Regions from separate parts of the Mus musculus genome. Here regions 1 and 3 are each linked to region 2. Evidence: chromatin contacts called from public Hi-C data. All regions are on one chromosome and are shown on one strand. Each heading gives the region's core, a stretch centred on a gene start, on an enhancer-like site or on the middle of the called end of the contact. The rest is flanking DNA. Distances are from core to core; before and after follow the strand shown. Region 1 holds the start of Nr2f2 (nuclear receptor subfamily 2, group F, member 2). Region 2 overlaps Gm29683 (predicted gene, 29683). Region 3 overlaps Gm29683 (predicted gene, 29683).

Region 1 (2,700 bases), core at 71-2,570, 93 kb after region 2:
AAAACAAGAGGTATTTTTTTAAAGCAGAATGTTAATCCACGGAGGGGTCACATGAGCTCTGCCCAGGCGGCAGCGTTAATACGGCGAAGTGCATAAAATTGCCATTTGTAATTTGAACCTCCTGTACAAAAGTACAATCTCAGGTTGTTTTTTTTTTTTTCTGAAAAGGTGGGGGTTGGGGAGAGGGGTAAGGAGGAGGGACATATGTTGAACATGCAGGAAAAACAAGGAAAGAGAGAAAGGGAAGAGAGAGGGGGGGGACTTTAAAACAACAACAAACAACCCATTCCTTGCAGAAAGGTGAACTCTAATGAACTCTCAATCAATGCAAAGGAAAGGAAAAGCTGTCCGGAGAGGGAGAAAGAGAGAGAGGGGGAGAGGAAGAAAGAGTGGAGAAGGAAAGTCTACTAAAGCATGCGGACTGTAATGGGGGTGGGGGCTGATCTGGGTTGCAGTGCAGACCCCCACCCCCCTCCCCGGTTCCTAGTACCAAATCCCCTCCGACTGCAACCGGGAGAGCTCGGGGCTTCTGAGTCCTTACCCAGAGCAGGCTAGCCAAACGCACCCAGAGCCCCGGGACCGCGGGCGAAGGGGGAAGAAATGAGAGGCCGATACCTTCCCGTCTCATGCCCACTTTGAGGCACTTTTTGAGGCGGCAGTACTGGCACTGGTTGCGGTGGTGCTGGTCGATGGGACAGTTCCGGTTGGCGCGGCACGTGTAGCTCAGGTTCCTCCGCACGCTGCGCTTGAAGAAGCTCTTGCAGCCCTCGCACGTGAACTGGCCGTAGTGCTTGCCGCTCGACTTGTCCCCGCACACCACGCACTCGATGTGCTGCTGCTGCTGCTGCTTGTCGCTGCCCGGGCCGCCAGGGCCGCCCTGGCCGCCAGCCGCTGTCTGGGCCGGCGTGCTGGCCGGGCCCCCTTGGCCCGGCGTCTGTGGCGTGTGCGGGGCGCCAGGCGGCGGGCCCGGCACGGGCGGCGCCTGCGAGGCCTGGCTGCCCTGAGAGCCGGGCACCTCGTCCTGGGGGTCGCGCCACGTGCTGACTACCATTGCCATATCTATGGGGGCCGCGTCCGGACTTCTGCTCCCCTGGCTGCGGGCGGCGGCGGGGTGGCGGCGGCTCCCGGGTCTCGGGCTCCGGCGCGCCGCCTTTTGTGTGTGCGAGGGTGCGAGAGGGCGCGGGAGGGCGCCCCGGGTGGCTCAGGGCTAGTTGATTTGAGGTTGGTTAGTTTTTCCTTTTTTGTTTTTTTGTTTTTGCTTTTGCAAAGTTTTGTCGATTGCTTGTCTGGCCCGGTGTGTTTGTTTTGTTTGTTTCCCTCGGCTCAGCTTTGTTGGTTTCGGGGGGCTTTCCGTCCAGAGGGGAGGGCAAGGGGACAGGGGAAAGAGAGTGGGAGCAGAACGTGGAGAGAGGGAGGGGAGGGAGAGCTGCAAGTCGATTGTCTGGCTTCAAGACAGAAGTAGGAGGCAAAAAAAAAAAAAAAAAAATCTCTCTAAAGATCTCGCTCGCTCTCACTCTCCCTCCCTCTCTCCCTCTCTGGTTCACTCTCTCGCTCTCAGATCTAGTGTGCAGCGGAGGAGTTGGAGGAGGAGAAGGAGGAGGAGGAAGAGGAGGAGGAGGAAGAGGAGAAGGAGAAGGAGAGGCGACTGTCCGGGGGCCAAGTCCAGGGCAGCCCACAGTCAGCCATTCAGGAAAGCCATCGAAATCAGGAGGACTGGGAGAGCGGAGGCGCCGGGCGCGGGCGCGCCCTGGGAGCCAGGCAGGCCGGGGCGGAGGCCGGCGGCCCGCGGAGTGGCCGGAGCTCTGCCCGGGTCCGGGGGAATCAGCATGAAAGTGGTCCGCGTCCGGCGCTGCGCGGCGTCGTCCTGGCGCTGGGCCGCCGCCGCCTCCTGCCCCGGGCGCCTGGCGCGCGCCGCGCTCGCTCCGGACGCCGCCGCCGCCGCCGCCGCTCTCGGAGGCCGCTCGTTGCTCTCCGCGGGCCGCCCGGGCCGCCGCCGCCGCCGCCGAAGCCTCCGGGTCGGGCCCGGAGCCGCTGCGTCTAGCGCCGCCGCCGCCGGTGGAGTCGCTGCTGCTGCCGCTGCTGCCGCCGCCGGTGGAGCCGCTGCTGCTGCTGCTGCTGCTGCTGCTGCCGCCGCCGCCTCACACACATAGGGAAAGAGTCAACTCGCCGGCGGCGGGGGAGAGATGATAAGAGAGAAAGGAGGGCAGATCAGCACCTAGAAGCGCATCCTTCGTGCGCAGAGGGGGGAGAAACGGAGAGAAAGAATGAAAGAGGGAAGAGCAGCGCGGCACCCGGAGAAAGGAGGCAACTCCGGCAGAGGAGGAGGAGGAGAAGAAAACACACACGCGCGCACGCACGCACACACCGCGGAGAGAAAAGAGCAGAATCAAAGTGATCAAATATGCTAAAAAGGGGGGCGCGGGAGGGAATGCGATTTATAGGCGCCGGGGCTGGCAGAAGTGGCTTCTCCGCGATCAGCTCACTGAGCTCTCTATATAGTGAACTTTGACACGACTGCTGCAACTTAGCGCACGTTGCCATGGCGACGGCGCGCCTTATAAGGCAGCCGCCGGGGTTGGCCTGGCCCGGCGCGCGCGCGCCGCCCCCTCGTCGTCATTGGCCGGAGCGCAGCGGCCCCGCCATGGCGGCAGCGGGAGCAGCCCGGTCCTAGCGCGAGCGGCGTCGAGACAGCCGCACGGG
Region 2 (2,700 bases), core at 106-2,605:
ATAGCTGAACTCTCTCCTCTGGGGGACAAATTAAATATATGCCTTTTTATTTCACTTCTGTTTTTGATTCCCTTAGTGAGCACCACCCCATGCCCTGACAGTCATACTTGTGAGTACTGATGTGCCGTTTGTAAACTTTGGAATGACTACTGAGGCCAGCTGAGGAGGTGGCTTCACCAGAGCCCCAAGAACAGATTGCAGTAACTGTGGTGAGAGACCTTTCCATAAAAACACAACTGGAGAGCAACTGTAGAAAACACCCAACACTGACCCTTGGCCTCCACACTCACACATAGGCACATCCATGAGCATGCCTATATATGTGGCTGGGGGATATAGAGAGAAAGGAGTGGCAGGAGGTGTGGACAAGAGCAATGAGTGATAATGGGTCTGGAAGTCAACACATAGCCACCCCTTGCCAACACAGCCCTAGAATTAAACAGACACATTTATGCATGCCTTGATTTGGTTGTGTTGCTACTATCTGATTTGAAAAAGAAAACCTCGTTGGATTAACAATATGTTTCTAGCTATGCAGTTGTGTATAGACTCCAGGTGATGGCACCTGTGAAAGTGACAAAATGACACATTCGTGGCACTTGGTCTGCTGGAGAATAGGAACACTTGCACAGGGCATTGGTTTGCTTTGTTGGCTTTTATTGGTGGTTGGAGGTTTATTTTTTTACACTAGTCAAACAACACTGTTAAGCAGAAAGAAAAGAATAAATGTTTTCATACTGGGAATAGGTTTTTTTGTTTTGTTTTTTTTTTATTTTCTTTATTTACATTTCAAATGCTATCCCGAAAGTTCCCTATACCTGCTCCCCTACCCACCCACTCCCACTTCTTGGCCCTGGAGTTCCCCTTTACTGAGGCATATAAAGTTTGCAAGACCTAGGGACCTCTCTTCCCAATGATGGCTGACTAGGCCACCTTCCGATACATATGCAGCTAGAGACATGAGCTCTGGGGGTACTGATTAGTTCATATTGTTGTTCCACCTATAGGGTTGCAGACCCACTTCAGCTCCTTGGGTACTTTCTCTAGCTCCTCCATTGGGGGCCCTGTGTTCCATCCTATAGATGACTGTGAACATCCACTTCTGTATTTACCAGGCACTGGCATGGCCTCACAAGAGACAGCTATAGTTTTTAAGAGAAGCTGAAAAGCAGTTGTTGGTAGGTGAGAAGTACTTAACATTTTCTGGATGTCTGGGTAACATTCTGATACTGTGAATCTGCAGACAGCCAAAGCCAGGCCAGTCTCCCCATGAACACAGGAGGACTCAGCATGAACACTGGGGTTGGAATGTGATGTTGAAAGATGACTCAAGTGATCCTGTTGGCAGAAGATCTGAATTCCTTGGAAGTGCCTTCCTGCCAGGGCTGAGCCTCTGCTTGGAGCTGGAGAGCTGATTTGCACAGCACGAGGCTGTGGCTCCATCCCGTGAGTCATAGGACTGCTTCAGAAGCTCTTGGCTGCTTCTCAGATGGAAGCTTGGCTCTGGGGCCTTGAGGATTAGCCCTGTTCCTCTTTTCCCCATCTCCGAGTCCACCAAAACGCTAACTGACTAATGCTTTTGCAAGCATTCAACACAGAAAGATGTTCGAAATTGGTACAGCAGTAACCTGCTCATTTTCAGATAAGAAAATTTATGTTCCTGGTGCTCTAGAAAATAAACAAACAAACAAACAAACAAACAAACAAATAATAAGCGAAAGACATTTCTTTGCCCTTTAGCAAGAATACTTCTTTTATGATTGTCTGATCTCCACAATTTTTTTTTTTAATTTTTCTCTTACTTGCTGAGGGTTTAGCCAATAACCCCCCTCAGGCTAAATTCTATCTCCTAACTAAATTCTACCTAAATTCTATCTCCCAACTCCCCCACTACTCCCTCCAGACTGTTTTTTTTTTCCTTCTGAAAACATTTGTTCTAATGCCCATGACCTGTTTGAATCAACCAAACGCACTGATCCTCTAAGCAAAATTGGAAGAGTGAAGAATGACCTGAAGTGTTGAAGGGTGTGATAGACTCTATCTTACATTTAGTTTAAGAAATGTATCTGAAATATTACGATCAGCCTGGTGTTATGGGTTTAATGACAAACTTATCTGTTAAATGATAGAGAACCCTGACTCCAGATCTACAACTTCTGTATATTACCTTGGATCAATGGAGTGTTTCTGGCTGGCATCCTGCTTTCCCTGTCTCACAGATGGGCAGGTATGTCCGTGAGCACCACCAGAGCCATCGTCGATAGTCCCAAGAGGACATTGTATAACAATCAAGACAAGGAACTTTGGGGTTGTAACACAGCCCCATTTCCATCTGCATCTTCTTTGCTTTTGCTAACCTTGTCAACAGGATGTCACATGGAGCCCTTAAAGCCTGCCTTCTCTTCCGAAAGTTAGAGTCAAGGTCATTACAATTGGCAAGATAAAGCTTTATGGATGCAATTTGTACCCAATCTTCCTTTTCTTCTTGTCCCATCTCATTTGCTTCTTATTCATTTTATTTTTCAATATAATTTGAATTTCTGTTGATCATGTTGAATCCTTTATAGAGCAATATATGACATATATTTTGTCAATGATTATGGGGTGTGTGTTTGTGTGTGTGTGTGTGTGTGTGTACATGTGTACACATGTGTGTTGCAGAAAGAGAATAAAATCATTGGAATCATCTTATCATCACAC
Region 3 (2,705 bases), core at 10-2,509, 65 kb after region 2:
AGAGAAGAGGAGAGATCGCGGGTGGAGGGTAGAGAATAACGTCAAGACAGAAATCTAGAGACTGAGCTGGCTCCTTGAAAATGCTCACTCGGTTACCCTTTACCCGCTTTGGGCCCTGCCACCTCCTGGACCCTCACTCGAGCCTTTGGCATCTCGGATTGGCCTCCCCCTCGGGCACAAACAACACCAGCGCCATCCGGGCCCCTCGGCGTCGGCTCCCTGCCTAAGTCTCAGGACCTGAAGCTTAGTGCCCAGATGCAAAGAGCAAGGAGTTGGGGGTGGGGGTGGGGTAGGAACAAGCCTCGTGGAGGAAGAGTGGGTGGGTAGGAGAGTTGTTAAGGGAAAGGAGCAAAGAGGGCGGAGTGGGAGGGGTGGAACGGGAATACTGACACCTGGAAGGCATTGTCTTTGCTAGAGACACCTGTCAATCTCTGCTCAGGGGTCTTGAGGCCAGGGGCGGGGAGGCCGCCGTTCTCCTTGGTGATGTCATCTAGGAGTCTCGTCCCTAAGGAGGGTGGGAATGGCTCCGAGGGCGCAGAGCCCAGAGGGCTTAGAGAAGCGTGGGGGAGGAAAAGAGAAAATAAACAGAAGTAGCTCTCTCGGCTGGCAATTTACATGGAAATCAATAATCCAACTTTAATGTTATTTTTAATCTTCCCTGACCGTCTTGCCTTTTCACTAGGGGAGAGGGGATGAGGTTACAACAGCCCATCCCTCTACCCACACAATCGCTGGGGAAGTCTTGTTATCTCAAATCCCGGTGCAACCAACCCTTCCCCCAGATCCACACCCCGCCCCCCTTTTCTGCGGGTCGTTCCAAACGCTGCCTTCAGGCTTGAGAAGGAAACACTTTGGGACGAGTTTTGAAAGTCTTCCGATACTGCACCGGGTGAAGGGGGAGTTAATTAACGCCAGGCATGCTCAGCGAGTGGGAGAGGGGGCCTCGGCGTGGGTGGGCGGGCCAGGTCGACTGCAGAGGTGCGCGCAGTGCGGGAGGCGCGGGATCTGGAGGCCCGAACTTGCGGGCCTTTGCTGGCAGGAGGTGATCGGAGGTGGCTCGGGCAGGGAGCGCGGAGATGCCCCCAAGGAGTCCCCCCGTTAATCCTGGGGAATTCTGATCTCCCACCTACTGGGCCCCCACTCCCAACCCACCGTGTGCTACAGAACTCTCATTCTTTTCGGCCGGAGCTAATTAGCAGCCTGCCAGCGGCCTGATTTATGGAAACGCTCGGGCGGGCGGAGACGCACCGCTAGCGGAGCTCTGGCTGCCTCCGGGCGGAGCGAAGGAGGAGTCTCCACCGACCTCCTCCGACGAATTTCCCTCCTCCCTGCCAGGGGGAAAAAAAGAAGAAGAAGAAGTTGCTGTTTCATCGCTTCGACCTGGCTGGTCCAGGAGCCTACCCCCTCGCCCTAACCACCTTAACCTAGGACGCGGGGATGTTTAGGTTCCTGTGGGCAAGGCAGGGACTGTGGCCCAGTAGCAGCATCCCGCAAGTGTTGAGGCCACCAGGTTCCAGCTCCGGCTAGAATCGGAGCCTTCCAGCCCTGGGATCTCAGCTCAAGGTCCCCAGTGAAGGGACGTCGGATCTAAAGGCTCTTAGGGAGCCGCAGTAGGACCAAATCAGATCTCTAGGCAGGAAGGAGAGATGGGCGACTGCAAAGGGACAGACTCAGATGTCTTTGTCTGGATCCTAGAGGCCGCCGCCGGCCGTGTTCCTTTCCACTTTCTAGTTATTTTCTTTTTGGTGTTCTCCAGTGAGGTCCTCTCTTCGGTTCAAGCGAGTGTCCAGCGAAAGGCCATTCATTATTAGAAGCATTTAGCCAGGCGTTTATCCAAAGAAACAGTGCAAACCTGATGTTTGCCTTCCTGGGTTGTTGTGGGTGACCCAGGAGGAAGGGGGAAGTAGATCCCCCCCTTTACCCCGCGGACCCCAGTAGCGAGGGTGGAAGGAGGGGCCGGTGAAGGACAGAGGAATCTCAGCATGGACCTGTTGCTGGCGCTTAAGCAGCCCTTCTGCTCCTCAGAAAAGCACTGTTTGCCAGTGTTTCTCCAAGATGCACCAGAGGGACGCGACCGTGAGAGCATCTGTGCCTGCTAGAAGCATTTGGAAGGGACAAAACAGGCAGACCCAGAGGCCAGAGGCTTAGGCAGCCTCTCTGGCTCAGGGTTGAACTGGAAACTGGGCAGCGCAGGTGTGAAAAGTGGTAGGGGCAGAAGTCTCTGGCAAGATTGCCCGGTTCCTTAAGCTCGTTTCTCTCTCAAACCCTATCCCAGCACTCCAGGCCTTTCTGTGACTGAAAAGGAAGTGGTTGAGAACTGATTGTCTCTACAAGCTCAGTGTAAACTTTAAAATACCACCCCGTTCTGCCCTTTTCAGAAGTCGTTTTTTGATCTTCTGGCTGGTACAAGAGCAGCGCCAGCAACCTTCACCTCAAACCTGCAGACACCTGTCATTTCCTACCTATAGGGCTCGGATCCTCTCTCCTTGTGGAGACCAGTCTGTGTCATAGAGAGCATGAAGCTTCCTCTTGGGCCGAGAAAATTGAGAGAGAGAGAGAGAGAGAGAGAGAGAGAGAGAGAGAACGGGGGTGGGGGAGTATTTTCAAAAGGTAACATTCATGGAGTCTTCCAAACCCCTGACAGACTGTGAAACAGAGCCTGCTCTCCCTCTATAATGTGACATTCAGAACTTTGAGTGACTATA

Evidence for each region. Hi-C and Micro-C count contacts between places; a contact is called where the count stands out from the background.
Region 1: a Hi-C map of muscle stem cells shows a contact between it and region 2, with 2.4 times the contacts expected there. The contact joins the promoter of Nr2f2 here to the enhancer-like site in region 2. A contact is called at or near these places in 1 of 39 promoter capture datasets (embryonic stem cells), 1 of 15 datasets of contacts at CTCF or cohesin (the NIH/3T3 cell line), 4 of 484 Hi-C or Micro-C datasets (the HL-1 cell line, embryonic stem cells and muscle stem cells) and 1 of 9 other capture datasets (adipose tissue).
Region 3: a contact with region 2 is called in a Hi-C map of pancreatic cancer cells, with 3 times the contacts expected there. The contact joins two enhancer-like sites. A contact is called at or near these places in 1 of 15 datasets of contacts at CTCF or cohesin (the NIH/3T3 cell line), 16 of 484 Hi-C or Micro-C datasets (the C2C12 cell line, adipose-derived mesenchymal stem cells, arterial endothelial cells and 10 more) and 3 of 115 datasets of contacts at active chromatin or transcription factors (embryonic hindbrain, embryonic stem cells and pancreatic cancer cells).

The regions. Positions count from the first base shown.
Region 1 is chr7:70,359,273-70,361,972 of GRCm38.p6, forward strand. It overlaps Nr2f2 (nuclear receptor subfamily 2, group F, member 2), which reads right to left and starts at 1,321. Exons shown (of 3, transcript NM_009697.3): 1 at 616-1,321. The coding sequence starts at 1,057.
Region 2 is chr7:70,265,891-70,268,590 of GRCm38.p6, forward strand. The region is part of intron 1 of Gm29683 (predicted gene, 29683); the gene reads right to left. Among named protein-coding and RNA genes, the nearest start is that of Gm35325, 60 kb to the left of the region's middle. Within about 2 kb of position 1,356, at least 51 of the 459 cell types and tissues checked have an H3K27ac peak or open chromatin away from gene starts, as enhancers often do. A contact at or near this core is called in the NIH/3T3 cell line, adipose-derived mesenchymal stem cells, muscle stem cells and 1 more, where this site is marked.
Region 3 is chr7:70,330,637-70,333,341 of GRCm38.p6, forward strand. The region is part of intron 1 of Gm29683 (predicted gene, 29683); the gene reads right to left. Among named protein-coding and RNA genes, the nearest start is that of Gm29683, 5.8 kb to the right of the region's middle. Within about 2 kb of position 1,260, at least 109 of the 459 cell types and tissues checked have an H3K27ac peak or open chromatin away from gene starts, as enhancers often do. A contact at or near this core is called in the NIH/3T3 cell line, adipose-derived mesenchymal stem cells and pancreatic cancer cells, where this site is marked.